Regions from separate parts of the Mus musculus genome. Here regions 2, 3, 4, 5, 6 and 7 are each linked to region 1. The links are chromatin contacts, called in public Hi-C, HiChIP or PLAC-seq and promoter capture Hi-C maps. All regions are on one chromosome and are shown on one strand. The core of a region is the stretch at or near the end of the contact, and the rest is flanking DNA. Distances in the headings are between cores, read along the strand shown. Region 1 holds the start of Mrpl19 (mitochondrial ribosomal protein L19). Region 2 overlaps Sema4f (sema domain, immunoglobulin domain (Ig), TM domain, and short cytoplasmic domain). Region 3 has its middle 9.4 kb from the start of Gm32591. Region 4 overlaps Hk2 (hexokinase 2). Region 5 overlaps Hk2 (hexokinase 2). Region 6 overlaps Gm32425 (a long non-coding RNA gene). Region 7 overlaps Tacr1 (tachykinin receptor 1).

Region 1 (3,843 bases), core at 996-3,495:
CACTATGTAGTTTCTGCCTCAGGACATCCCTATGCTAGGATAGCAGACATGTCACCATGCCCAGGCCAGTCTAGTCCTAATGGGTGTTGCCCTATAATAAAAGAAGCCCTCAAAAGAAACTAAACAATGCACGTTAAACAGTGAATACTAATCTGTATCCAAGGCAAAGCACACATTATCTCTTGGGGAAATCCCAGTTTCACTCTCTGGATGCTCAAGAAGAAACATACCTTGTCCTTCAATCGTGTTCCTGAGGGTGAAAGTAGCCCCGAGCCCATTCCCTGATCGCTTGATGCAAATCCCCAGGAACTGGCTGGTTTTTCCACTGGCATAGGGGTCGGCTGTGGTGACTCGAAGTATGCTTCCTACAGAGTCAGAAGAGAAGCAAGCTCTGACACAGATGCAGGAATGAACAAATAAGGTTTATATCTTAGTATGTCAGAAATAAATAACAGCAAAACCCAGACATCTGAACAATAATCTGAAGGCAATGAAAACTAGCGCCCAACACCTGCTGCCAGACACCGTTACTCACCAACATAGAACTCTGGAATCGGAAGCACCTTTCTCCTGTCTAGCATATCTTTTCTTTCTATCTTAAATTTCAGAGGGTTTGTTCTCCCCCTGGGAGGGATGAATTCAGGACTCAGGAACCTATAAAAAAATTAAAAATGAAAGGTGATTTAGGCCAGCATAAGAAAAACAATGGGTATAATGTAGATGTATTTTATTCTTTCAATATGGATTGCAATGTTATTTCTAAAACCATGGTTTCCAAAACCATTGTTAATGCTCACTCCTGAGAACGCACCAGGCATTGTGTTTAAATGGTTATCATACATCAAGTAGCCCTCAAGGTCTGGACCTTATTGTCCAAGAAGGCATTTGTGCTAAGGGTTTGTTTAGCTGTCATCCTGGGCAGCTACTGGGGCTTAGAAAGCCTTAAAGAGTTTCAGTCCGGTACAGGAAACATGTCACTGGGCATCTAACCTTGAAGGCAAGGCACAGACCCCGGCCCCTTTCTGTTTCTCCCTTTGCTTTTACCTAGCTAATGCTTCCTGCCACGCTATACTGTGTCACTGCAGGGCCCAAGTGACAGGGCCAGGACCAAGCAAAATTAACTACAACTGTCCAAACCCTGAGCCAAACGAATTTGTTCCCTTTAGGCTGGCTGTCTCTGGTGTTTGTCACCACACAGGCAAGCTGACCCATAGTAGCATAAATTAATCCTGAGACCAGTTAGATGTTTTATTGTCATCTTACTTAAAAAAAAAAAAAACAAAGCACAACTGGAGCGTAAAGGTGATGAACCGCTGACATAATTACTATTTGTTACAATTTTGTCACAGTTAATACGCTGCATTTCTCTCAGTCTGCAAATGAGCACAAGTCTCCCACTGAGCTATAAATATGGAGAAAATATATACAAATCACCAGCTGCAAACTGACTTTAAAAGAAATCTTCCACCGAGCATAGGGATTCCCACCTTTGATCCTAACATTTAGGAGGCAAAAGCAGGCAGATCTTTTTTGAGTTCAAGGCCAGCCTGATACACACCCACAAATTATTGTGTATTGTGGTTGGAGCGCCCAGCATAACATTCATGTGGGGATTTGAAGGCAAACTTTGGAGTACGGTCTCTCTTTTCTCTATGGGTTCTAGGCATGGATTTGGGTGTACAGGTTGCAACTTTCACAACCGAACCACCCTGCGGGTCCATACTGTTAAGCTTCTGAAGATGCATTTATGTAGGTAAGACGAAAAAGAGTGTGCTGGATCCACGTGCCTGAGCCGATCTGACCTCCCCAAACCCTTCCTCCTGGATAGAATCTGTTGGCCAAGGCTCACCGTGGTGGATTTTAGGACAAACTGAGGGAAGGGAGTCCAAGCCTGCGTCTTTCGTGATCTAGAGAGGGGCAGACCCGGAACCCGATTTCGTGCAGCCCAGCTATAAAGCGGGTATCAAAGTGTGCGCACTCCCACGCGGCCTCGGCCGCCTCACCTTCTCTCGTCTTCCGGGACTCGGCGCCGGTCCACGATGACAGGTTTCGGCGGTGGCTTGAACCCACCGGGCTCTGAAGGCCCGGTGCTCTGAAATCGGCTTGGGCCCGTGCAGACACGGCAGGCATCAGATGCGAAGGCAGCAAGCCGTGGCCTGGCCATTCGGACGCTCCGGGCCAGGTACAGGGACGCCCTACAACTTTCTGCCATGGAGGCCGCCATGTCTACACCCTCAATGAAGGACTACAACTCCCAGAAGTCAGTGCGATGGGGTGTGGCCGGACGGTGGCTCCTATGGGACTAAACTTGCTTCCCGGTGTACCGCCGCTTGTTTGAGGGAGTTATACCTGTAAATGTATATAATTTTCCTCTTCTCCATAATTTGCAAAGTTACACTTCTCTACAGGGTTAGCAAGTTTGTACATTTCACTAAGTACTGTGATCTCATTTGCATTTAGTGAGTGACTATGAAGTGCGTGGAGTGTGTGTGTGTGTGTGTGTGTGTGTGTGTGTGTGTGTGTGAGTGTGATTGCAGGTGCCCATGAAGGACATATGATCCCCTGGAGCTGGAGTTACAGGCAGTGGCAAGGGACCCTATGTGGATGCTGGAAATTGAACATGGGTCCTCTGAAAAATTACGTGTTCCTAACTGCAGAGCCACCCTCTCCAGCCTCCTCAGTTCCACCTTTTATTTGCTTGTGCCTACATGAAAAACACAACTGTCACCTAAAGGGCAAAAGAGATAGTTTATTCTAGAGTCAAGTATTAATGAGGGGCTCAGAACACAAGATTTAGGTCACCACAAATCCATGTTCCAATTACATGTAACAATTCCATGGCATTCCATAGTATCAGAGCAAGAAAGCCATTCCTTAAACACATTGGCAGGTACACCCATTTAGGAATGCTATATCAAAATGGAGATGTCTCTGCTGTATGCCTCAGTTGCGCTGATGGCCTTCTTAGCCTTCAGGTTGATGGAAGTGAGGCGGTTGCTGAATGTAGTCCCTTAATAATAACAAGGCCGTTGGTTCACAAGTAAGTTGGGAATAAATTACCATTTGAGGGACTAATGGGCCAAGATAGTTGGGCTCTGGATCTGCAGCACCACAATGCTTCAAGTCACTCACGTTTTAATTAGTTAATCAGTCTTGTAGAACGTTGCTTCTTTTAGGAAATTTTCGTTTGCCTCTTGTTTGATTATTGGTATTTAGTTCGTTGTTATGAATTCCGTGGGGAGCAATGAGTATCTTCTTTTGCTTAACTTCTGTCTTACTAACCAGCACTACCTGGCTCTCACAGGCTCCAAACAGAATAATAAATGCTAGCTGTTTTGTCAAAAGTTAGAGTCATCAGAGAGGAGAGTACCCCCAACTGAGAAAATGTCTCCATAAGATAGGTCTGTAGGTGGCCTGTAGGACATTTTTTTAAGTTAGTGATTGATGGGGGAGGGTCCAGCCCATTGTGGGTGGTGCCATCCCTGGACTGGTGTTTCTAGATTCTATAAGAAAGCAGGCTGAGCAAGCTATGAGGAGCAAGCCAGTAAGCAGCATTCCTTCATAGCCTCTGCATCAGCTCCTGCCTCCATGTTCCTTCCTTGTTTGAGTTTCTGTTCTGACTTCCATCAGTGAGATCCAGTGTTATGGAAGTGTAAATCAAATGCAACCTTTCTTCCTCAACTTGCTTTGGTCATGATATTTCATTTCATCAACAAAACCTTAACTAGGACAAAGCATAAAGAGAAAAGCCATCACTCTTAACAAATAGCCCCCACGGAGTCCTTGAGCTCACTGAGAACATTCCCTTTTCCAGAACTAAAACTGAGTTTGCCTCGGGCAGTT
Region 2 (3,843 bases), core at 770-3,269, 950 kb after region 1:
GCTACAGATTAAGACATTATCACAGTATTTTTTTTAATTAAAATATATTTATAAAGCAAATAAGCCTACGAGTATTGATGGTATTATTTGAATCTTGAATTATACAGGTTAAGTATATGCAAATGAGGAAACTGAAACATCACTGTATATTTGATAACACTAAAAAGTTAAGGATTGGGTATGGCTACATAAGTATTACCTATTATGTAACATGATTATTTTGTGTGTGTATATTTATGTTTGTGTGTGTGAACGTGGACATACGTGTGTGTGTGTGTGTGTGTTGAGCCCAGAGGACAGTCTTCATTCTGTACTGAGTGACAATCTGTCATTCCTCAGGCAGCCTGCACCTTTTCCCCACCTCAGTGCACTACAAGGGTGCAATTCCCTCAGAGGCCAGAAGAGGGCACTGGAGCCCCTGGAACGGTGAGCCATCCTGTAGGTGGGAAGAATTGAACCTGAGTCTTCTGGAAGAACAAGCAGTGCTCTTAACTGCTGACCCATGTCTCTCTCCAGCACCCTTTTCTTTTGTTTTAGTGTCCTTGTATGCCACAGATACTCAAAGATTTATGAATAAAATAACATGATATCTAAGAAAGATTTGCTTCAAAATAACTGACAGCGAAGTCATTAAAAACAGTGTTGGTCAGGCAGCAGTGGTGGAAGGGGTGGAGATACACAAATTTATCATTTTAGTCACATTTATTCATTCATCGTACTTTTAAATATTTAAGATTTCCAAGGATAAGATCTTTTTAGGAGATTTCTTATGTGACAAGAGAGTCATTCTGAATTATTCAGAGTGAGGGAGGGACGTCAGGGTTTGCTTCCGTGTGGTATATTTTTAAGGTCACCTCTGAGAGGCAAATGGATGGCAGGAGCCCAGAATTAGGAGACCCCAGTGAGAAGTGACTGGGTTGGGGATAGCTCAGTGGAAACAGTGCCTGCTGTACAAACCTGATTAAGTGAATTTGGTTCCCCAGAACCGGCCTCAAAGTTGGCCACAGTAGGACAGGTATCTCACAAGTCCCTGTGCAGCCCTATCGCCTGATGAAGAGACAAAAGAAACTAGAAGCTTGAGGGCAGCTAGCTTGAATACAAAATAGTGAGCCACAGACAGACCTTGTCTCAAAGTGTAAGAAAACTAGCAGGGATTGTCCTCTGTCCTCTGACACACAAGCTGAGGCAATGACATACACTTGCCAGTCCTCATGTATACACATACACACACCTTACATAAATATACATCATACATACACACATATCATATACAAACACACACATACATATACACTCTAATACATCACACATACATACACACACGCACGCACACCACGCTGGCTTGGTGGCAGTGGAGGTGGAGGAAGCCAGTGGAGCAATGATCCACTTCGGAGCTGGAGTCACTATCATCCGAGGTACAATGTGTGCAATGCCCGGTCTAGCATTAATTAGACAGCACCAGACGGGCAGACAGATGAGTTAACATGAGCTAACCGACGGGCAGGCAAGAGATGCGGCTCCAAACAAGAAGCCACACACAGAGGGAATGGCATCGGCAGATGAGACAGCCATATGGGAGGGCGGAGTCCAGGAGGGCGGGCAGGCAAGAGAGCAAAGCAAAGCAGCCCCACTCACCCACGGTGCTCGCCTGCATGGGCCACACAAGCATCGAGCCGGAAGCTCCAGGCACACACGGGATCCTGGGCCAGGATACATTCTGAGCAGCTCTGGAGACGGCCACAGTTGCTGGTGTTCACTTGTGTCACCTCAGTATGGGAGCCCACCAGAAGCCAATCCTGTAGAAATGGAGCGAGAGAGAAAATGTGCTCATCGTCCAGACCAGACCGTTAACTGGCCACAGACTCGACTCTCCCCAGCAGGCTCCCCGAATACACAACTCACATGGTACAATTTCATGCTTTCAACCGGCTGTGTTTCCGGGAACAAGGCCAGATCCTCCAGGACACTGAGCTGAGCTCCGATGCGCACAGCCCGATGGAGGTGCCCATCCTCTGGGAGGAAGGAAAAGGGCAAGAAAATGGCTTAGCTGGCACTGTGCCTGGAACCCTGGTGCCTGGATGTCACAGGGCACCTCTCTGTGGTGACGTTATGGGCAACTTGCTTGATGCTGTATACCTGTCCCCAGGTAGAGCACATCATATTCTTTCCCTGAGAGGCTGGTCACCCGGTGAGCCACAACTCTGAGATAGGCTGTATCCGTAGTGACCAGCAGGGGGCGGCCATCAGCTGGAAACACGGGCCTGTCCATGAGCGGGTGGTCTCTGATAAAGGTGAGCACACGGTCTGGCAGGGAGAGTGAGGATCCAAACTGCTGGAACTTCATGTTGTTGGTGATGCACTAAAGGAGACAGGTCTGGGTGACAATGTTTCTCAGGGAACAGGAAGTATCAGGGATGCTTAGCAAAGCTCTTGTCCTTTACGATGGTGGAAAAAAAAATCAAGGTTGTGATGAAGACCTGCCCCACCCCCTCCTCACCTCTCCAGGTCTGGGCTGGGGCACCTCGTTGTCCATGACAGGTAGTCCCCTGTTGCAGTCATGTTTTAGCTCTCTAAAGGGACCATTCAGCACTGCCCGGATGTCTTGGGGTCGGAAGGCACACACAGCAGAAATGGCGGCTCCTTCCCTGGAGGAGTCACAGATTGGAGCTAAGTATCTGGAGAGAGCTAGGTGACAGCAACTCGTCCCTTATCAAAGGACTGGATCCCCGAGAAGCACACAGGAGCCATGCAGCCGAGGGAAAGAGAGTCCACCTGCAGTGACCATACCAACTCCACGGACACCCCTCCCCCCGTCACCCCGTCATCCACACCAGGACCCCCTCACCACTGGGAGGAAAAGATGCCATAAAAGAGGGGGGTCCCCGCGCCAGGCTGAGGTCGAAGCTCTGTCATATCCTGCAGAACCCCCGAGGCCCTTCCATGCTCGGGCCCTGGACACAGCAGGTCAGCCTTTAGAAACGTCGTCCATCTCTGCTGAAGGGTCTTCCGGCCCCCAAGGTCCCCCTGGGGTGACAGGAACATGGGAAACACTCTTTAGAAGACCAAAACTAGATAAAACATGTGTAGACCCTTGTGTGTGCTACCTGAGTTCATAGCACGCGGACAGACAGACATGGAGAAGAACAGACATAATCTGAGAAACTGGGGGTAACAGGGTGCAGAGATGGATAGGATTGTGATAACAAGGACACTGACAACGTAAATCATGACAAAGAACTGTGACTTCACTTAGTCCTTAAAACCAATTTGTCCTCGGTTGTTATAAAAACTCTACATATACGCTTCAAAGGTGCCAAGGAACAAGAGAGAGGTCACAGAGGCAGGAAGTGGTGGGGCAGGACTTGAACCTGGGTCCATCATTACATCCTTCCTTAAACTTCTAATGTAACCCAACTTCCTATAGACAGTGTGTTGCGAAGGTAAGTGTGGGGGAGAGCTAGAGTCGCCAGAGTGGCCAGAGCCTTCTCCCTCACCTTCCTCAAGCTCCCATGAGAGAAGCCTAGGTGGAGAACAAACCAGACAGAGGAGAGAGGCGAAAGAGGCCCAGGGAGGAAGAGATGGAAGGCCAAAACACTGGGAGATGACAGCCAGCCAGGACAGAGCTCTCACCGCACACACACGGGCCACTCGTGGGACCTTGATGCGCTCATATGAGTCCAAGACTCGGGAGGTCTCCGTGAAGAAAAAGAAGATTTCATCGTCTCCATCTTCATCCCCCCACTCAGCCGGGCTCAGGACCATAGCTGCGACAAAGGCTGGGGCTGAAGAAACCAATGACCTCAGATCTTCAGACAGCCTGGGGCTACCCAGCCTCCACCTGAC
Region 3 (3,843 bases), core at 923-3,422, 860 kb after region 1:
AGAGTCAGAGAATACAGAGAGAATGGCTTCATTGGAGCAAGGTTTCCAAAAAGCATCAGGTAGATCTATAAGAACAGCTTAAGTTTGATCCCCCAAACCCACATGGTGAAAGAGAAGAACTGACTCCAGGTAGCTGTTCTCTGACCTTCACATATACACCATGGCCTTCACATTCTCTCTCTCTCTCTCTCTCTCTCTCTCTCTCCCTCTCTCTCTCTCTCTCTCTCTCTCTCTCTTTATTATTTTATGTGGATAGATGATTTGCTTGCATATGTCCGGAGACCAAGTGTGTTCAGTGCCCACAGGAACCAGAAGAGAGCGTCAGATTCTCTGGCATTAAAACTACAGATGGTCCTGAATCACCGTGTGGATGCTGGGATCCTAACCTAGGTCCTCTGGAAGAGCAACAGTGTTCTTAACACTGAACCACCCCTCCAAGCCCCAGGTGAGTTTATTTACTTGTTTGTTTACATTGATTTATTGGAGAAAAGTATGTGTGTGCCCCAGTGAGCGTATGGAGGTCAGAGGACAGCTTGTGGGAGCCGGTTCTCCCCTTCACCCTTCAGGTGGTAAAGGATTGAACTCAGGGTATCAAGCTGGGCTGCAAGAACCTTCATTCTCTGAGCCATCTTTCCACTCTAATAAAAGTAATTTTTAAAAGTTAAAACAAAAGAAAGCGTTCCATACTCTGCTCTCCACCCCAGCTCTTGCAGCACTGAGTGGCAGCTGGCAGGGCACAGTGTTTCTGAGAGGGTGGTAGAGTAGCCTTCCATTCCTGAGTCTAAAGGACACTTTGAGGTCTCGCCTGCCTAAGAGGGTTTCTCTAATGGTCTTTTTTGTACGATAAAAGGTTCTGTACAGTGAGATAAATGGCCTTACTCTGTAAAGGCCTGGGAGCCATCAAATGACAGGCTCAGTAGATGCTGTTCAATTCTTAACTGTTCCTGCCTTTATCTCCACTTCTGATTCATAATTCTGGTGTGGCTCCTCTCCAAGTGCCCGAGTTTCAACAGATTCTCATGCTGAAATGAATTTACATTTACCTTACTACAGATTTCCATATCCCATTCAGACATTAATAAAACACTCTGGGTGGAGAACTAGACATTTGCATAATGCTTCAGATAATTCTTTGGTGGTGGTGGTGGTGGGCCCAGGCTGGCTTCAAACTGGCTATGTGGCCAGGGATGGTCTTGAACTTCTGATCCTCCTGCCTCTGCCTCCTGGGCTGCAGCATAGATCACTGTGCCTAGTTCATGCTGTGCTGGGGCTTTGTGCATGCCAGACAAGCACTCTGTGAACTAAGCTACATCCCCAGGCCCCTCACACAATTATCTAACACTTGGAAGTCATTCCATCCCTCCCACCTTCTGGAGGGGCAAAGGAAGCCAAAAGAACAGAGATTCATTGTCTGTGGTCATCCTATACTAGGATAAGACCCCAAATCTAGGACCTTTATTTCCAATCTTGATGCTTTCTCAGTGATACTTTGTTGACCCAGGGTCTGTAGACCCTTCTACCTGACTTAGGCAAAACTAAATAAGACTTAATAACCATAAATTCTGTCTGCTTCATCTGACCTTGTTTCCACCCACCATGTAATCTGAGGGAGCAAGGAGAAGAGAGGACAGTAGGGCAGCTGCCACTTGATCTGAGAAGGAAGGAATTTCCCACCTGAACAGCCCAGGTACTAGGTGAGACACCTAACTGCTAAACGCTCCACCCAACTGCAAGAAGCCCCAGTGTGAGAGAGGCTGTTTTCTTCCCAAACCTCTGTCTCTGTTTCTCCTCCTCAGCTGTTTCCGGGGATGAGAAGAAGAGAGAAAAAAAGCTCTAGAGTATACCTTTCAGACCCATAACACAAACAGAGGAACCTAGAGGTTGTGAGTGGAAAGGACACCCTGATAGTTGCCATGACAACACCTCTATTCCCTGCCCTAGCTGCTACGTGCAGCCTGACATGTGTACTCTTCAGGTCTCTTGGAAGGCGCTGCTGCCTCTCACTTGCCCAGGGTTTGCAAGTGAGAAGCTAATCCAGGGATTCAGACAAGGACATCCAAAAGCAATTGTGGGACCTTACATCATCTGGGGCTGGAGGCTCCCTCCGGTCTGTGGACCCTCAAGGAGAGGCCTCTGCATTCTCCTCCCACTTCAGGGCCAGGCTTTTGGAAAGGGCTTGGACTCCAGAGTGACTCAATACAGGAAGTTGTCTCTCAGGCTCCTAGAAGCTTGTCTGTGGGAGGAAGTGAAAGGAGCAGAACCTGGTGCTGGGGGGAGGGGGGCATTGTTGGGGGGGTGAGGAGAGGGGCTGAGGGATGGGGGGTGGGGGAGATAGAGAGGGGTGGGCCCTGGTTCTTCAGGTGGTTTCTGAGAACCCCTTCTTCATTTCTCTGAAACCTGTTGTCCACTGGTCTGCTGGGCCCCAAACTGTAAGCCATCAAGGTGTTTAAAAAGTGGTAAAATTGTTACCAGCACTCACTGATGTACCAAAGGACTAGAGTTCAGTTCCCAGCATCCACATCAGGTGGCTCACAAGCCCCTGTAAGGCCAGCTTCCAGCTTCCTTGGTCTCCACTGGCACCTGTATGCATGTGCACATACCCACATATATAATCCAAAATGATAGTAATCTGGTGTGTTTTATTTTGAGACAGGGTCTCTCTACGTAGTCCTGGCTGTCCTGAAGCTCCCTAGGTACACCAGGCTGGCATCTAACTCAAAGAGATCCTCCTGCCTCTGCCTCCTAAATGCTTGGGTTAAAGGTGTAAGTCACCACATTCAGCCTAAAAATAAATAAATTTTTAAAGTGAGAAAAGAAAAAAAGAAAGGAAGGAAGAGAGAGAGAGAGAAACGCTCCAGTCATTGGGCTGGCACTGCTCTTGCAGAGGACCTTGGTTTGATTCCAGAGCCATGTCAGATGGTCCACAGCAGCCTGTTACTCCAGTTCCTGTGGGACCCGTGTCTTTAGCCTTCATGACTACACATGCACACAGTTAAAATAAATGCTTTTTTAAAAACTGTGATCTCTTGAATCATCCTCCTTCCAACACCTCACACCCCTCCCCTACACTCACACATGCATGAATGCATGCACATGCATACAAGCGTGTATGCACACTCAGCCATGCACACACATGCATACATGCATGCATATTCTGTGGCACCAGCTGACCAAGAGTGGAATTGCTGAAAGCAACAGGAAAAGGAAGGGCTCCGTGCAATCTGGCCTTCACATCCTGGAGCGTAGTTTTAACCCTCCATCCTTATGCCTGTGGATACCTAGCGAGGACACAGAGCACCTACCCAGCGAGCATGCACTAGGTACTTAGCCTGATCCCAGCAGAGAAAGGAAAAACAGAAATCCCAATAGCCTCCTCTCCTTCTATCTGGACCTAAGGAGTGTTTCTTGGGAATGAGCAGATAAATAGACTTCTGATGCCTGCTGAGACAGGAGCCTACTGAGAGCATGCAGCAGCAAAGGACCCAGGTTTGGCTTGTTTTTGTGTCGCAGAGGCAACTGAGTGGCTTGCAAACTCTTCCTTGGGGATGAAGAGATGGCTCTGGGGTTAAAAGCATTCAAAGGAGCATGTGTGGAGTGTCTAGCATCTATGTCTGGTAACTCACCACTGCTGGTGACTGCAGTTGCAGGGCAATCTAGTACCTCAGGCTTTCCTGGGTAACTGTGTTCATGTGTTCCTGTGCTCGTGTGTGTGTGTGTGTGTGTGTGTGTGTGCTCGTGTGTGTGTGTGTGCGTGTGTGTGTGTGTGTGTGTGTGTGTGTGTGTGCGCGTGCATGTGCGTGCACACGCACATGTGTGCAATTGCCCCCAGCATGTACACACACA
Region 4 (3,843 bases), core at 406-2,905, 780 kb after region 1:
GGCAGCCCTGACTCTTGATGGAGACTGACAGGATTCCTTCCCTTGGCGCTCTATGAACCAACTCAAGCAAAATAAACAACCTTTTTATTTTTCCTCTGTAAAAGAAAAAAAATTCCCTGAAGGCAATTCAAGGAAATTATTTTTTGGTTTGTTGTTTATCTTATTCTATTTTTTTTTAAATATGTGTGTGTGTGTGTGTGTGTGTGTGTGTGTGTGTGCGTGTGCACGCGCGCACAGGTGTATACATGCAGTCACACTTGCGGCCATGGAGAACTGCAGTTACTAGTTCTCCGTTGTGTTGTGAGTTGCTTGATCTGATCCCTGGTATACAAACTCTTGTCCCCTAATAAAACAGCAATTGCTTTTAACTAGCAAGTCATCTCCAGTCTCTATTTTTGATGTCCAGTTTCAAAACAAAAGACAGGGCAATGGCTGCAGGACCCACATAGCCACCTCAACATGCAGAGAGGTGCACTCCTGATAACTCAGGCTTCCAGTCAAGCCAGAGCCCACCAACCGAGAGGTCCCCTGTCACCTACTCCATACCCTCAAAGAGAAGCTTAGCTCTCTAGATGTTGAGAGACAGAGGGCAGGGCACGAGATATAGCGAGTAAGCAGAGGCTGGAGAGGGTAAACAGAGTCCACGGAAAGAGGGCCAAGTGGCAAGATGGAAAAGCGTGGAAGAAGGAGTGGAAGAATGGAAGACAAACAAGTGTGTTCCTTCCCAGAAAGGAGCAAAGGGCCAGCGACACGGCTCAGAGGGTTGGCATTTGGTGCCAAGCATACAACTTGAATTTAATTCCTAGAGAGAAAGCCGACTGCTCCATGCTCTCCTGAAGCCTTCACACACCCCTCAAGAGACCCAGCAAGCTCTCGAAAATCTCTCCAGATCTCAACAATAAGGGATGGGGCTAACAGGCCCACCGGCTCCCTGATGTCTGGGCGATGAGCAGCTGGTGGAGTCAGGAAGGAAGGCAGCCTAATCTAGGAGGAGGCAGTGCTGGCTGAGCCCCCATCCTGGGTCCTGCCCATCTGTCTCATCCGAAGCACGGTTACCCACAGTTGATGCTGAACTTTGAACCTCCAGTCCAAGGCAAGAGCGGTGTTTGTTAGTTTTTCTTTATTCTTTCCCTTTTTTCCCAGCGCTGAAGACTGAACCCAAGGCCTTACACATGGTATGTGAGCTCTTTGTCACCTTACAGCCTTTAGGGTGAATATCTTTATCCAAAGGAAACAAGTCACAGAAACATCAAGCAGTCACGGGAATTGGGGGGACCTTAATCTAAGGCAAGGAACAAAATATATCTTCCTAGTCCCCAGCCCTTACCTCTGTTCCTTCCCCAGCCGCCTTCCCCACAGAAGGCAAGAAAAAAAAAGCCCCTACATTCAGGAGGCTGAGACAGGAAAATGGGGAATTTGGCAGCCTAGGCTACCTCTTGAGAGCCTGATATCAAGTCAAACTAAATTCAGCTGGCTGGTCACATTTTCAGTTTGCCAGGCTTCATGTGACTCGTGGTTTCCCACAGGGCAAGTCCACTGAGAAAAGGTCTGAGTAAGCGGCAAGATCAAAAGCCTACACGCTTCCTAGAAGGAAGAGAGGAGACAGCTGCTCCCCTGAGTTGGAGGACCAACCCTCTCTTCCTGCTATCTGAGGACGGGGCATGAGATGCTAGAGAACTCAACACCTTCCTGCCATAAAAAGGCTCAAAGGGCATCGGTCTGCCAGCTCTGTGCTCCACACATTTCCTTTTCCTTATTGACAGGAGGATGTCTCACTCCTCTTGTCCTGAGATAGACCTAAAAAACCTCAGCAGGGTGTGCGGGCGCCCGCCGGGGCCAGCATCAAGAAGCTGAGGAAGAAGGGGCACCAAGTTCTCTGAGATAGAAACCAGTGAGCAGAAGATAGAGTTCTCTCCCGACAGGTTCACAGCTCTTAAGGACTGTTGCAAGTCTGAGGCTTGATAATTTAGCTTTTGATCTAATAAAACTGCATTTTAAAAATCTACTTCTTCCCCCTTTTAAAAAACTGGGCTGGTAAGATGACACTTAACAACAAGCCTGACCACCGGTGTGTGAACCCCAGAATCTACATAGTAGAGAGAATTGATTCCCACAAATTATCCTCTGACCTTCTCTCTCTCTCTCTCTCTCTCTCTCTCTCTCTCTCTCTCTCTCAATGTAGCTAAAAGAAAAAGAATAGAAATGATTTTCTTTAATTTTGGTGGTTTGAGATGTTTTCACTATTAGGTATTTTATTATCAGGTGTCACATTTTAATTATTTTCATAGGTTTGACTTTCATTTGGAAACAAGGTCACACTATATATAGCCCAGGCTGGCCTTGAACTCTCAATCCTCCAGGCTCAGTCTCTCAAATGCTAGGATTACAGATGTGTACCTGGCCCCGACAGTCTGAGATATTTCAAGGTAAATTTGAACTTTTGGGATCATGAGTGTTAGAAACAGATTCTCTTTCTAGGTGGACAGACACACTGCAAATGTCAACTCAAGTGGCAAGCCCTGGCCAGGCTCTGCAGGGAAAGCTGCCAGGACCATGGGATGCCTGTGACCTTCCTATTATAGAAGAAAGAGGTCTACGGAGACGAGATTCGCCCAACACATTGCACACACATCGCAATGTGGTTTTTCACAACCACAGCCAAACTTCTGGTGTGTTTTTGGCATTGTCTTACTTGGTTCTCAAATATTTGTCATCTGGTAGCAGGGCCCAGAACGAGACAGAAGCAATACGGAGAAAAGGCTAGCACATTCTTCATGAGGGGGAACAACACCGATGAGGTACAATACAGAGCAGGAAGACAATCTGAAGACTGGGCACGCTCCTGTGTAGAGCAGCAGGCCCCAGCAAGCCTGCCAGGTGTTGAAGTCACCACAGCTCCCCTCTCAGCCCATGACCTAACTAGCACCCTACCACCCTTCTCTACAAACAGACGACTAGGGTACTCCTGGCTGGTACCCTTTAGCTCAGAATCATACAGCGAGATCATCCCAAAACAAGATCCAGTCTTTTATGCAAACACCCCACCATGGTGCCTCGACAGTGTTCCTCCTGACATCACACAACGACCATGAGACATCTTCAGGAGAACTAAAATGCCCACAATCCCAGATACCCAGCCTCCAAAGGAGGCAAGCTGACCCTCAGGGCAAGCAAAGGATCTGATGATATCTCCCTTGCTGGCTCAGCTCACAATCAACACTCCTTTTTCCAGGACTAACCTGGTTGGTGGGAGAAGGTCAATTAGGCTGTTGAGGTCCCACCTCTTTCAAAATGTGCACGTAAACTTATTTTATTGCCAAGTGCCCTCTGGGCACAAAATATGGCAGGAATAGTCAAGGCTCCCACCACGGGAAACCTTACAGCTGGAACAGTGTCCAGGATGTCCTAGTGACTGTCCTGTGGTGGGAGAAGATGCAGGGTGTCCCACAGGCATTGGTAGCTCAGTGGCTACAACAGCAAAGCTGTACCTGGGTTCCACTGCCCCGCATGATGTCCTCGGGAATGGCGTAGATCTGGTTCTCCATCTCCACCCTCTGGAGACCATTGTCTGTCACCCTTACTCGGAGCACACGGAAGTTGGTTCCTCCAAGGTCCAGAGCCAGGAACTCGCCATGTTCTGTAGACAGACAAAGGAGGGCCACTGTCAATTTGGAAAAAGACAAGATCAAACTGACTCATGAGAAGCAGTTAAGACTTCAGAACCAGTCACTCGTGTCACTCGTGGGTGAGGGTGGGCAACTGGCTCACTTTTTCTCGATACACTTGGTCCTTCCTTCCTTCCTTCCATTCTCTTCTTTCTTTCTTTCTTTCTTTCTTTCTTTC
Region 5 (3,843 bases), core at 896-3,395, 760 kb after region 1:
TTTGCTGCTCAGGGAAGTCTGGACAGGGGCAGCCTGTCATCACAAGAGCCCAGTATAGCACACATGTGCCCCATTAGCCATAGTGAAGTTTTGAGTGGATGCCCAGAGAAGTGATTACAAAGACATTTGAGGGACATCCTGGTTAGGGCAAAGGGGCTGGCGGTGTCCCTCCCTTCACATCACTCCGCCTCCCTTCGCATCTCTTTCCCTTTGTGATTGTCCTCTGCTCAGCTCCAGCATGGCTGGAGTGGGGCTGGGCAGAAAGGGGATCTTGAGAGGCAGGCAAGTATGTACCTGGTGAACCTTTGCTAAAAAAAAAAAAAAAAAAAAAAAAATCTCTTCTGATGAAGTTCTTTGCCCTGAACAGTCATCAGAAGAAAGGCTTATCCAGGACTTCAGCAGGGTTCCAGAGTGTTAGATCAGAGTCTATCATGACAGGGACACCACAGCAGCAGGCAGCCAAAGCATGAAGCCAGGAGACCACACTTTCAAATAGCATAGCTCAGGTAGTCTAACAATGCCGGTCTTACAGCGGAAAGACCGATACTCTGGAATTGCTCAGACCACAAGAGTAGATGTCTTAGCAGATCCAGGCTGTGCTGGAGTCCTGGGAGACTCCTGGAGAGCTGCTGAGTTCCAGCCTACATTGGAAGAAGTTGAGCTTAGTCCTGGCTGTAGCGACTGCGTAGATGGGCATCTCGGTGAGAATGGGGCAAGCTGGCCAAAGGGAAAGCTTCCCTGCACCCAGTCCTGGACTAGAAGGTGGGATTTCCTCCTTCAACTAATCTGATGAAGAAAACCCTTCACAGGAGAGTGCTGGACTCTTGGGGTCTAGTTGGTTCTAGATGTAGCAGAGTTGACAACCAAGATTAGCCATTACAAGGGGCTTAAAGCCACGGTATCTGTGTAGCCATTGTTGAGTCAATAGTACATCTTCACCCATGAGAAAACAAATGGGCAGACAGGACATACACAGAACAAGACATTTGTAGCTACTAGAAGTAATGAAATAGATGCAAACACAGCAATGTCTATGGGCCTTAAAATGTGCCAGACAAGTAGGGAGCCCAGTGGGTGGAGATACCTGCCTATGACTCGAACAACATGAGTTTGATCCCAAGACCCACAGGATGGAAGAAGGAAGCTGATTCTAGGTTTTCTTCTGGCCTCCCCATGTACGTACACACACACACACACACACACACACACACGATAGATAGATAGATAGATAGATAGATAGATAGATAGATAGAGATAGATAGATAGAAATATGTAAACAAACCCTGCTTTGAGAGAGGACACAAGACTCTAGCCAACTATGTTTTGTGTGTTTTTATTAAAGCATCACAGAGAGCTAAGGATCTATCATTTAGTTTAGAGCACACAGCATTTTCAGGCCCCTGTATTTCATCCATGTCCTTAGAAAAGGAAATAAAGAAAACCAGAGACGGCACGAAACAATGTATGCCTCATCCAGACTCGTACAGAAACGAGGTGGCGTCAAGCAGGGTGCTCAGACTGCCGATGGTGAGGGAAGAACAAAAGAGACATGGCTCAGAGGGAAATTGGAAAACAGAAAAGCAAAAGCGGATTGTGCAAAGGCTAGAAAATGCTCTCAACACCGGAGTGCCTGTGTTCCAGCCTGTGGCACCTGGGGCCCAGCCGAAGAAAACAAAACAGGGAGACAGGCTGCCTGGGGTTTGGCTGGGAAACTGCTTTCCAAGCTGGGAGCAGTGTGAGTGCAGTCTGCTTGCTTGGAGGAAACTAATTTTTCCTTGGGAGGATGGGGAGTCAGCCTAGGAAAGAGATACACGTGCTATCCGGGACATTGAGGGCCTCACCGCAGGTAAATGTACCCTAAATCGCACTAAAATATTCCCTGCTAGTCCAATGTTAGGGTCTGTGCGGAGCTGTCTGTGCCCCAGCCCCATCCATGGGACATAACGAATGTAGCTTTTCCATCCCGCTGCCAGAGGCCAAAGTGACCTGGGGAAAGAGGTGCCCACACTGTGCTGAGCAGTATGGCTGATGTTACAGACAGGAACAAGCCAGCTGCAAAACTCAAGAGGCCCAGAGTGGGGAATCTGTAAGAATCTGCTTTGAGGCAGAAAAGCCAAAGAGGCCTCTAAGCTGGGGGGTGGTGGCACATGCCTGGAATTCCAGCGCCTGGAGGCAGGAGAGTCACTTCAAGGCCATCCTCATATACTTAAGTCAGTGGAATGAGCTTTAGAAAGCCAGGCTGGAAGGGAAAACAAAGGACCCACGTGTGCACCAAGAAACGCAGTCCCGCTTGATCATGGACTCAGATTCAGTGTAGGATAAAACTGGACCTCCATGTGTGAGTGGATGTGTGTGTTGTGTAGATCAGAGGACAACTTGTGAGAAACCAATCCTCCCCTTCTGTGGTGGGCTCCAGGGATCAAATCAGATTTGCATATCAAGTTCCTTTATGCTCTTAACTATCTTGCCAATCTTATCACTTTTTTAAGGCAGTGTTTTCTGAAATGTAAAGGCTAGAAAAGTCCCAGACATGCACTCACGGGTGCATGTGAGAAAGTGAAAGGATGGGCTTGGCTGTTTTTCCTCAGCTGTCCACCTTGTTTCTCAAGACATGGTCTCTTATGGCCTGGAACCTGTTGGGTAAGCTAGGCTTGCAGACCAGTGACCTCCAGGGATCCACCTGCCTCAGCCTCCCCAGCCCTGGGATCACAAGGGCAGACCGTCTGGACCTAGTCTCACCGTCCTGCTCCTGTCACTTCTTTAGCTTGTAGTGGCTCCTACCTGTAGCTCCAAGTTCTTGGAAGGATAAAGAGGCCTGCCAGGTTTATGACCAGCCTGATCTACATAGCAAGATGCGGGTCAGCCTGGGGGTACATAGTGAGCCTGTCTCACAAAAGGACTGTCTATAAATGCATCCTCACAGGAGGGTTAAGAGTGCAAGACCAAAGAGCGCAGAGCATGCTGGGCTACAAGGGGTTCAAGTCTACACACTGAGCAACCCAGTGTTTTATACTCAAAAAAGTATAAAACAAGTGTGGTCAGGTGTGGTGGCACATGCCTGTAACCCCAGCATATGGAAGGCTAAAACTGGTCCAGGAGTCTGAGGCCAATCTGGGCTACATGAGACCCCATCTGAAAGTGGTGTTGGGAGAACCAGGGGTGAAGTCCACTGAACAGGTGGCCCTGGGTTCAAGGCTCAACACTAGTCCCATTCTCTCTCTCCCATCTCATGAGTATTTGGTCCCCGGTTAGTGCTGCTGTTTGGAGGGGCTTAGGGGGTGTGCCTTTGTTGGAGGAATGTGTCACTGGGAGCTGCAGAGGGTTTAAGGACTCACACCACTCTGTCTTTACTGCTTGAGGCTCAGCTTCTGCTCTCAGCATCTGATCGTTCACGGCGCTTATCTCCGCCATAGAAAGCAATCACAGGATCCGACCCCCACAGGCTTCAGAATTCCAGAATCCGTCTCCACGGACACTGAAAGATAACAGGCCACTCCAAATGTATCGACCCCATCAGTGATTGATCAGACTGACCAGGAAGTCCTAACTTGCCCCACTTAAAAGATCCAATCACACACTGAATATTTTGAAAAAAAAAAGTTAAAATTTATTAATAATAGTTAACATCACATGGTTAATTCAACTAGTTCTCTACTGTACATGATGACAAAACGCTCACTAGACCGAGTGCCCAGGGATATGAGATGAGTCAAAGGTTCACTGAAGATCACACAAAGCAGCATTAGCAGAGAGAGCTGTCAACCTAGTGCTGGCAGTAGCCAGCCTAGTACTAGGAACACAGCACACTGTCTCATGCTCTGGATTGAAAGCCAACTTCCTTAA
Region 6 (3,843 bases), core at 340-2,839, 720 kb after region 1:
ATATGAAGAGGCCTGGGCCCATCCCTGAAATTTGAAGAGGGCCTGGGCCTACGCCTAACCCTTGAAGCAGCCCGGGCCTAAAGAAAGAAATATGTGCCCAGGCCTATTCCTGAACATTGAAGAGACCTGAGACTAAAAGCAAGGAGTGATATTGGCCTGGGCCTATTCCTGATCCTTGAAAACACCCTTGCCAAAAGCAAATTTGTTGTGGGCCTGGGCCTGTGACCCTTGAAGTGGTCCGGGCCAAAAGCAAAGAGTGATGTGGGCCTGGGACTATCCCTGACGTTTGAAGAGGCCCGGGACAAAAGGTAGAAGTGAAAGAGCCTGGGTATATACCGAGCTTTGAAGAGGCCCTGGCATAAAGAAAGAAGTGATGTGGGCCTGGTCCTATCCCTGACCGTTGAAGAGGCCTGGGCACTAAGCAAAAAGTGATGTGGGCCTGAGCCTTGAAGAGCCTTGGGACAAAAGCAAGAAGTTATGTGGGCCTGGGCCTCTCCCTGAACTTTGAAGAGGCCTGGGCCTAAAGAAAGAAGTGATGTGTGCCCAGGCTTATTCCTGAACATTGAAGAGGACCGGACCAAAAGCAAAAAAGATGAGGGCCTGGGCCCTTATGCAAGAAGTGATGAGGGCCTGGGCCTATCCATGAGGCTTGAAGAGGCGTGTCCAAAGCAAGAAGTGATGTGGGCCTGAGACTATCCCTGAAATTTAAAGAGGCCTGGGCCCAATGCAAGACATGCAAGCCTATGCCTGACTCATGAAGCAGCCTGACTCTTGAAGCAGCCTGGGCCTAAAGAAAGGAGTGATGTGGGCCTGGGCCTAAACCTTATTCTTGAATGTGGGGCAATGGGCTATGTACAGACAGCCTGGTTTCCAGTCGAGGCTAGATCTTGAACCCCGGGACCCGGTAGTGACAATTCACTTACATGGGATGGAAGTTCTCTCATGGCTCCTGGACCCTCCTCCACAACCCCCACCAGAGAGGCGTGGCTATCAGCCACTTAAGAACAGCACGAAGCCCTCTCACATGCAAATAAGGTTTCCCCCAAACTCTCAGCCCAAGCCAATGAGAGGGGCTTGCTGTCAAACTCTAAATCACTGCCAGAACTGTGTATAGGAGAGCCATGCAGGGAATTAAAGGAATGTGAGAACTATTCCTTTGTCTGACCCTTTTGTTCCAAGAGCTGTAACACTTGGGAAGAGATCTCTCCCGAAGAGCTGTGCCTGAGTTCTGCTGCATTCCTCACTGGATTGTAGGCTTTTCACAGACCCAGGCTCAGAGTTACTGAGCAACCCAGAAGGCATGGCAGAGGCTTCGTCTGTCTCCCTGCCTCCACTCACTTCCCTTGCTGTGGCCTTCCCACCTTGCTTGGAGAGGGGTCTCCGTGGAAAACTTCTGGTACTTAGGCCCACATCTGGAGACCAAAGTGGGGCAAGAGTGAACAAAACGACCACACAGAACTAATACTCCGGGAAGGTGATCACATGGATTTAGACAAGCTAAAGGGACAACTGAAGCCTTCTGGCCAGAGCTACTCTCTGGTGTTGGCCGAAGGTTCCTCTGGCCTCTGTCTAAATCCAATGGCGTTGGCAAAGACTCTTAACTTCTCCTTAAAACAAAGAAAACCTGGTAATGCAGCAGCCAATTAAGAGCCACAGGGTGGCTGCCAGTTCTTAAATCTGCAGAAAGGCTTAGCATTTGGACCAATAGGCCAAGGGAACATTCCCATTGGACAAGCGTTTTTCATCTTTTCTACCATGTGAAACTCACCATCATATAAAAAAAAACCACCCCAGCTCAGGGAAATATGTGCCCTACTAAAACACAGAGGGATAAAGATAGACAAAAAAAAAAAAAAAAAAAAAAAAACCCAAGCCTCCTTATTTTGGGAGGAAGTCCTTCAGATAGCACCATGTATGGCCAATGATAATATTTATAGCCCAGACTCATGGATCAGAGTCGATTCTCTTATCAAAAACAAAGATACCCGAGAGGGTAAAACGCCCTCCCATGAGTTTTTGCCAATCTTAACCACAATTAGTTAGTGCATAGGGCCATCTAAAATAGGACAAACTGACAGCAACTCAGCTGCTGAGCCCCCTCAGTCAGATGAACCCAAAGGTCAAGGTCCTAAAAACCACTCCATTTCAGATCTCACAGTCCTTACTCAATAAGAGATAAAATCCATCTATCCACCCTATGCTTCAAAGGAAAACTAATTAAACCACCACCTTAGAGACTCTAGAGGGTCCACCCTCAAAATAGTCAGACCAGAAAGGATGCTACACAAATCCAATTAGAAGGGTGTGACAGGAGACTGAACTAGGGCTTTACTGCCGTGTGTAAGGTACAAACTTGAGACTAGCATCTGTTTTTAAATGGTGGACTATTAGTATCTTAGATAGCGTTTTATTGCTACAAAGAAACACCATGATCAAGGCAACTCTTATAAAGGCAAACATTTAGTTGGAACTGGCTTACAGTTTCAAAGGTTCAAATCCATTATCATCATGGTGGGAAGCATGGCAGTGTGCAGGCAAACATGGTGCTGGACAAGGAACTGAGAACTCTACATGGTGAACCAAAGGTGTCCAGGAGGAGACTCTGATCCCACTGACCAGACTTGAGCATATGTATGAGACCTCAAAGTCCCAACTCCACAGTGGCACACTTCCTCTAAAAGGCCACATCTCCTCCAATAAAGGCCACACCTTCTAATAGTGCCACTTGCCCTGGGGCAAACACATTCAAACCACCACAGCAAGCTACCTTTACTATGATAAAAGATCACTGGCAATCAACTTTAAAAAGGAAATTTTATTGTGGGTCACAGTTTCAAAGGTTTCAGTCAAAGGACTCTTAGTCTTGTTGCTTTGAGACACAGCAGATAGTTCATCATGTCAATGGTACATGACAGAGGATGTCTGTTCATATCTGGGCAGCCATGAAGCAGAGAGAAATAGGAGGGGGCAGGGTCCCGATATCCTCCTTCAAAGGCACACCTGCAGTGATCTAACTTCTTTTCAGCTGCAGTAAAGAACACGGACTGCTCTTCCAGAAGACTTAGGTTCAATTCCCAGCACCCACCTGGTGGCCCACGACTGTAACTCCAGGGCTAGGGATCTGAAACCCTCTTCTGACCTCTGTGGACATCAGGCACATGTGTAGTACACGTATATACATGCAGGTAAAACATCCAAAGACATAAAATTAAATTTTAAAATATTTTTTAAGGAGTTAAGGCTATACTAAGCTAGCTCCTTAAAGAAGTAGTTCTGGCAGAAGAGACAGCTCAGTGGTAAAGAGCACTTACTGCTCCATCAGAGGGCCCACAGTGGATGTTACCAAGCTCTGATACCACCAACTCCAAGGAATCTCATATCCCCTGCTAGCCTTCCTGGACCACACACACACACATACACACACACACACACACACACACACAAATAAATAAATAAATATTTTCAAAGAGAGAACGATAGATGTTCTGAAACAGAGCCCAACCTTCATCAGTCCCCACCAGCTCCTGATGATGGGCTGTTTCTAAGTCTTCAGTGAACACAGCAACACCTCTCTGACTACACTTCTACTGTTAGTGTTCATGCTAATTCCCCAAGCTTCCTTTTCAGTGATGGAGATGGAACCCCAGATTCCGTTGTGGCTAGACTCTCTCTACCTTCTGAAGGAAGCATGTTCACATACCTGTATTCAGCCATATCTTAGGAATCAGGTAGTAAAAAGAACATGCTTCCAGCTCCACTTCTGGAGTGAGAAGTTTAACCCTCTGAGAAGTCAGGCTGTCCTTGAGAACTTTGCTAAGAGTAGGTACTTCACTGTGAGAGGTA
Region 7 (3,843 bases), core at 611-3,110, 560 kb after region 1:
TTGAGTATGCTGTGTGCCCTGAAGAGGCAAACATTTAAAAAAAAAAGCATCCATCTTCTCAGAGTGCAAATTTGCTTTTGTCATTACTAAATGGTAAAATTATGTGGCAGCCAAAAAAATTTAAATGACTTTAGTATTAATAACTGTGTGATTTATATACTTATCTTATATACCTATATACTCAGAGTTTTGTAAAATTTTCTTGGAACAAAACAGAGTCTCAAATGGAAAGGGTGTAAGAATCTTCTAGGCTATCTCCATAGGGCTTGCAAGTGGATGAAAACCCTCATCTTGAACCTGGAGCACTAAAACTGCTGGAGGGGGGCATGGGGGGTGTCCTGCAGGTACAGGGGCAGGGGAGGGCTTTCTGAATCAGATCCGTTCACTTAGGAATGAAGGACAGCAAGTGACAAGAAGGGCCTCGTAAGCTGAAAAGCTTCCATACACCAGAGTGAACAATCAGTTGAGTGAGGAGGAACCCACGGAGAGCTGGAGAGCCCGAGAGCCTTTGCCAGTTATACATCTGAGGGTGGACTGATCTGCAGACTGTACAAGAATTCAAAACCAAGAGTCAAGAAAGCAAACGACCAGAGTAAACAATAGCTACACACCTGAACAGGGTTCTCAAAAGAAGAGATGGAAACTGCTAAGAAATGTCTTTTCAAAGTGTTTAATGTCTTAACAAGTAGAGAAAAGCTACGGAAAACCACCATGAGGTTCATCTCACCCCAGTCAGAATGACTAAGATCAGGAATTCACAGTGTGCTTTACCTTCATACTCGTTAACTAAACTAACTAAAGCCAATAGCATCATTGATCACCAATATAATTTTAGGAATCATTTTCATGTGGTATTTCCTATACGTAGGATGGTATATCTTTTTAAATAGCCATGGAAAGGTAGTGTCAGGAAAAAAGTGCTACTTAGAGTCAACAGGCTTAGTGTCTCCACCTGGCTTTGCCTCAAAACAAACCCTCACCAGGTTGTGTGCTATGGCCTCATCTGTGGAAAGAGAGTGGCTTCAAAGTAGCCATTTCTTTATTGTTTGTCTTGTTTTTATAAACAAAGCAAACCATGCAGCAAAGGATAGCTTTGCACTTCTGATCCTCCTGCCTTAGGGCTGGTGCTGGTGTCACAGGTGTGCATGCACCACCATGACCAGTTTATTCAGTCCTGGGGATGGGAACCTAGGCCAGCACTCTACCCACTGGACCATATGCCCAGACCAGCAAGACCGCTTCCAATGTCCCAGGATTCTAAGACAGAAATGCCCAGCGTTTGACTCAAGTAAATTCAGCAAACAAGGTAGAAGTCATGGGGTTTCATTTTTAATAATAAAATATAATATTATTCTTATTTATAAATCACTATGTACCAATTAGTGTATACTGTTGGTTACTCAGTGTTAACACGAGAAACGGTGTCAATCATAACTATGTGGCCCCTTAGAATTACCTCCTGATTACTTCCTGCCCAAACACCAGAGATAAAACTCTGCAGATGATGTGAGTTGACAATCCAGAGATCTGCAGGCTCCCACAGACAGACTCTTCTCTCCAACAGCCCAACTCGCCCCCACCTATCCCCTCTCTCTCTCTCTCTCTCTCTCTCTCTCTCTCTCTCTCTCTCTCTCTCTCTCTCCCTCCCTCCTTCCCTCCCTGTCCCTCTCACTTCCGCCCAGCTCCCTCCCTCAATATCTCTAAAAAGCACAGTTTTAATGGGTCTGGAATTTCACGGGTTTTACAGCAGGTCAGATGTTTCCCAATTCAAGTTTGCTGATGGTGAAAATCCAGCAGAAAGAGCAAAGCTCCCAGCTGTTGCAGGCAACCCTCCTGGTTCATTCCACTGCCAGACCCCTGATCCCTGTGGGGAATTGTAATGATGGGGAATCTAAAATCATTGGTGGTCAGGGAAATTCCTTTCCCTGCTCAATAGAGGGTCTGACAGGAGGGTCAGCTATAAAGGGAGACTCCTGGTTAGACATCCCTGGGCTGTTTTAAGTTGTAGAAAGTGAAATGACAGGCATCCCACTCCCACTCTGCCCCTCCTTTGCTCTCACTCACAAATACTCAGCCTGTGTTGCCTGCACCCTGGGATGATGTATAGCCCCAGAAAACAATAGAAATGAATTTAATTTGCCACACTTCAAATAACTTTGCTGGTACATGACAAAGCAACAAAGGCTCCTGGCCATGAATTTTCTTGTTTTGATAGCTTGAATACCATCTCTCTCTCTGCCCCTGCTACTCCAGATGGCTGCCATGCACCTCCTCCAGATCTATTTCATTTCCACTAAATTCTCTGAAGGAAACAAGCAGAAAGTCTTAGTCACAACGGCAAGCACTCTGCAGTAAGAATGCTCCCCTGTGAGGTAAATCTCATGAACCAGGTTGTAGATGACTCTGCATGTCCCCTCAGGCCGTAGGACTGTTATCTTCTAGTTGATGAAATTCTAGGTGGACTTCTCAGAAGCTACGACAGAGCCACTATGATTCAGTGGGTGTCTGGGTCTCTTGTAAATAAAGCCATCATTATTATTGGACATGGGACATGCTAAAACAAAACACAAAGAACTGGGTCTGGTCTCTACAATATGAAAGCGAGATGATATTTGAATAGCCTGTAATTCTATTCCTTACCTGTGAAATAAAGAGAATGAGAGTCAGAGTAGTTGGACCATTTTCCAAAATTACCCTGAGTTATGGCAGAGTGAGGAGAGGAGATTTAGTCAGAATTTGGTGGGGTTTTCTTTTTAAACAAAATATGTAAGAAATGGGAGATTTAAGAAAAAAACAAAAAAACAGCACCTCGATGTGTGGAATAAGACAATTTATACCCAAGAGCAACTGTAAGGAGGGCGAACAGCTACAAACATCTGAACCTGTAATGAAGACTAAGGCTTGAACGGAAATTGAGGGACAGCATTGAATGGAGGGACAGGGACATTTTCAGACAAGGCAAGGAATGCAGGAAGCTTTGCTCACTGGGCAGCCTTGTTTCCACAGGATGATGAAGGACAGCTCCATCAAAAAGATCCCGCTGAAGATAAATACAAATTATTTGTCACACTTGAAACTGAAAGGACACACTCCATCCTTTCAGGATGATGACTTTAGGATCAAAGAGGACACGTTGTTGAAGGGACTGCTCAGTACCTTTCCTTGGAAAATGCGTCTCTCTTTTATGGTCCTCAAAGGTTATCAGATAATGTAATAACTGAGAATGTAGAAATAACACTTGTTACCTTGTTAGTATATCTGGAAAGCTAAGTACTTTACATATTTTACATATTTTAATCTTTACAGAACCGTGATGACGTGGGCACTCCGGTTGGGTTGTATCCATTCCGCACAGAGTAGATCTGAGACAAAAAAGGTTAAGTAATTTGTCCAAAGTCACAGACCTGTTTAGTGGTAGAGTCTGGCCCTAGAGCCTCTTGTATAAAACAATAGAAGCTTTAGAACCAAAGTCTGGGCTCTAGGTTTGAATCCCTGTTCACCCACCTCCTAAGATGCAGGCACACTCTTTGCCCAACAGTGTGTGCTAATGGCTGTGACTTTTTACGGCTTTGTGAAGTAGGTAATTCTGTATTTTTACTTCAAGAGAAGTCCCTCCAAATCATGTAAATATTATCTCATAAAAGACATGACATTGTCTGATTTGCACATGTAATATTTGCTTTTAGTCGTGGAGTGGCAGAGAGATGGGAAAGACAGAAAACAGAAGGAACAGTAGCCCAAGGGAGGAAGGCTGAAGGAACAGGGAAGGGAGGCTCCTTGGGGAGATAGGAGGGACCGTCAAGATGTGCCCATTCCTGGGAAAGTGAGGAATGTAGATCACTC

What was found. Promoter capture Hi-C pulls out the DNA fragments that hold promoters and counts their contacts. Hi-C and Micro-C count contacts between places; a contact is called where the count stands out from the background. HiChIP or PLAC-seq counts read pairs in DNA pulled down with a chosen protein or histone mark.
Region 2: a contact with region 1 is called in a Hi-C map of cortical neurons, with 4 times the contacts expected there. The contact joins the enhancer-like site here to the promoter of Mrpl19 in region 1. A contact is called at or near these places in 2 of 39 promoter capture datasets (cranial neural crest and embryonic stem cells), 2 of 15 datasets of contacts at CTCF or cohesin (embryonic stem cells and large pre-B cells), 1 of 484 Hi-C or Micro-C datasets (cortical neurons), 4 of 115 datasets of contacts at active chromatin or transcription factors (embryonic stem cells, forebrain and microglia) and 1 of 9 other capture datasets (embryonic stem cells).
Region 3: a contact with region 1 is called in an H3K4me3 HiChIP or PLAC-seq map of bone marrow-derived macrophages, with 4 times the contacts expected there. The contact joins the enhancer-like site here to the promoter of Mrpl19 in region 1. A contact is called at or near these places in 4 of 39 promoter capture datasets (the 3T3-L1 cell line, 3T3-L1-derived adipocytes, embryonic stem cells and 1 more) and 2 of 115 datasets of contacts at active chromatin or transcription factors (bone marrow-derived macrophages and large pre-B cells).
Region 4: a contact with region 1 is called in a promoter capture Hi-C map of pre-B cells. The contact joins the enhancer-like site here to the promoter of Mrpl19 in region 1. A contact is called at or near these places in 10 of 39 promoter capture datasets (the 3T3-L1 cell line, the HPC-7 cell line, cranial neural crest and 6 more), 1 of 15 datasets of contacts at CTCF or cohesin (embryonic stem cells), 5 of 484 Hi-C or Micro-C datasets (cerebral cortex, cortical neurons, palatal mesenchyme and 1 more), 9 of 115 datasets of contacts at active chromatin or transcription factors (T-cell acute lymphoblastic leukemia, bone marrow-derived macrophages, embryonic forebrain and 6 more) and 3 of 9 other capture datasets (embryonic stem cells, liver and pancreatic islet).
Region 5: an H3K27ac HiChIP or PLAC-seq map of trophoblast stem cells shows a contact between it and region 1, with 6 times the contacts expected there. The contact joins the enhancer-like site here to the promoter of Mrpl19 in region 1. A contact is called at or near these places in 12 of 39 promoter capture datasets (the C10 cell line, the HPC-7 cell line, cranial neural crest and 8 more), 3 of 15 datasets of contacts at CTCF or cohesin (the NIH/3T3 cell line, embryonic stem cells and large pre-B cells), 12 of 484 Hi-C or Micro-C datasets (the 3T3-L1 cell line, cerebral cortex, cortical neurons and 6 more), 18 of 115 datasets of contacts at active chromatin or transcription factors (T-cell acute lymphoblastic leukemia, bone marrow-derived macrophages, cardiomyocytes and 13 more) and 3 of 9 other capture datasets (embryonic stem cells, liver and pancreatic islet).
Region 6: a promoter capture Hi-C map of embryonic stem cells shows a contact between it and region 1, with 5 times the contacts expected there. The contact joins the enhancer-like site here to the promoter of Mrpl19 in region 1. A contact is called at or near these places in 12 of 39 promoter capture datasets (3T3-L1-derived adipocytes, the HPC-7 cell line, cranial neural crest and 7 more), 15 of 484 Hi-C or Micro-C datasets (the 3T3-L1 cell line, B cells, the C10 cell line and 11 more) and 9 of 115 datasets of contacts at active chromatin or transcription factors (SST interneurons, bone marrow-derived macrophages, embryonic basal ganglia and 6 more).
Region 7: a contact with region 1 is called in a promoter capture Hi-C map of second pharyngeal arch cranial neural crest, with 4 times the contacts expected there. The contact joins the enhancer-like site here to the promoter of Mrpl19 in region 1. A contact is called at or near these places in 9 of 39 promoter capture datasets (the 3T3-L1 cell line, cranial neural crest, embryonic stem cells and 4 more) and 1 of 115 datasets of contacts at active chromatin or transcription factors (embryonic midbrain).

What each region holds. Positions count from the first base shown.
Region 1 is chr6:81,963,704-81,967,546 of GRCm38.p6, forward strand. Mrpl19 (mitochondrial ribosomal protein L19) reads right to left here and starts at 2,246. Exons shown (of 5, transcript NM_026490.2): 1 at 2,004-2,246; 2 at 536-654; 3 at 231-365. The coding sequence starts at 2,224.
Region 2 is chr6:82,915,687-82,919,529 of GRCm38.p6, forward strand. Sema4f (sema domain, immunoglobulin domain (Ig), TM domain, and short cytoplasmic domain) reads right to left here. Exons shown (of 14, transcript NM_011350.4): 7 at 3,631-3,782; 8 at 2,846-3,024; 9 at 2,498-2,645; 10 at 2,137-2,359; 11 at 1,903-2,012; 12 at 1,636-1,796. Among named protein-coding and RNA genes, the nearest start is that of Sema4f, 22 kb to the right of the region's middle. Within about 2 kb of position 2,020, at least 28 of the 459 cell types and tissues checked have an H3K27ac peak or open chromatin away from gene starts, as enhancers often do. A contact at or near this core is called in cortical neurons, where this site is marked.
Region 3 is chr6:82,819,984-82,823,826 of GRCm38.p6, forward strand. No RefSeq gene overlaps it. Among named protein-coding and RNA genes, the nearest start is that of Gm32591, 9.4 kb to the right of the region's middle. Within about 2 kb of position 2,173, at least 120 of the 459 cell types and tissues checked have an H3K27ac peak or open chromatin away from gene starts, as enhancers often do. A contact at or near this core is called in bone marrow-derived macrophages, where this site is marked.
Region 4 is chr6:82,745,701-82,749,543 of GRCm38.p6, forward strand. It overlaps Hk2 (hexokinase 2), which reads right to left. Exons shown (of 18, transcript NM_013820.3): 3 at 3,489-3,637. Among named protein-coding and RNA genes, the nearest start is that of Hk2, 27 kb to the right of the region's middle. Within about 2 kb of position 1,656, at least 36 of the 459 cell types and tissues checked have an H3K27ac peak or open chromatin away from gene starts, as enhancers often do. A contact at or near this core is called in the HPC-7 cell line, T-cell acute lymphoblastic leukemia and pre-B cells, where this site is marked.
Region 5 is chr6:82,721,441-82,725,283 of GRCm38.p6, forward strand. Hk2 (hexokinase 2) reads right to left here. Exons shown (of 18, transcript NM_013820.3): 18 at 3,585-3,843. Among named protein-coding and RNA genes, the nearest start is that of Gm32480, 8.2 kb to the left of the region's middle. Within about 2 kb of position 2,146, at least 82 of the 459 cell types and tissues checked have an H3K27ac peak or open chromatin away from gene starts, as enhancers often do. A contact at or near this core is called in embryonic stem cells, extraembryonic endoderm stem cells, nephron progenitors and 3 more, where this site is marked.
Region 6 is chr6:82,687,777-82,691,619 of GRCm38.p6, forward strand. All of the region lies in intron 1 of Gm32425 (a long non-coding RNA gene), which reads left to right. Among named protein-coding and RNA genes, the nearest start is that of Gm32425, 10 kb to the left of the region's middle. Within about 2 kb of position 1,590, at least 20 of the 459 cell types and tissues checked have an H3K27ac peak or open chromatin away from gene starts, as enhancers often do. A contact at or near this core is called in embryonic stem cells, where this site is marked.
Region 7 is chr6:82,523,406-82,527,248 of GRCm38.p6, forward strand. The region is part of intron 3 of Tacr1 (tachykinin receptor 1); the gene reads left to right. Among named protein-coding and RNA genes, the nearest start is that of Tacr1, 120 kb to the left of the region's middle. Within about 2 kb of position 1,861, at least 4 of the 459 cell types and tissues checked have an H3K27ac peak or open chromatin away from gene starts, as enhancers often do. A contact at or near this core is called in second pharyngeal arch cranial neural crest, where this site is marked.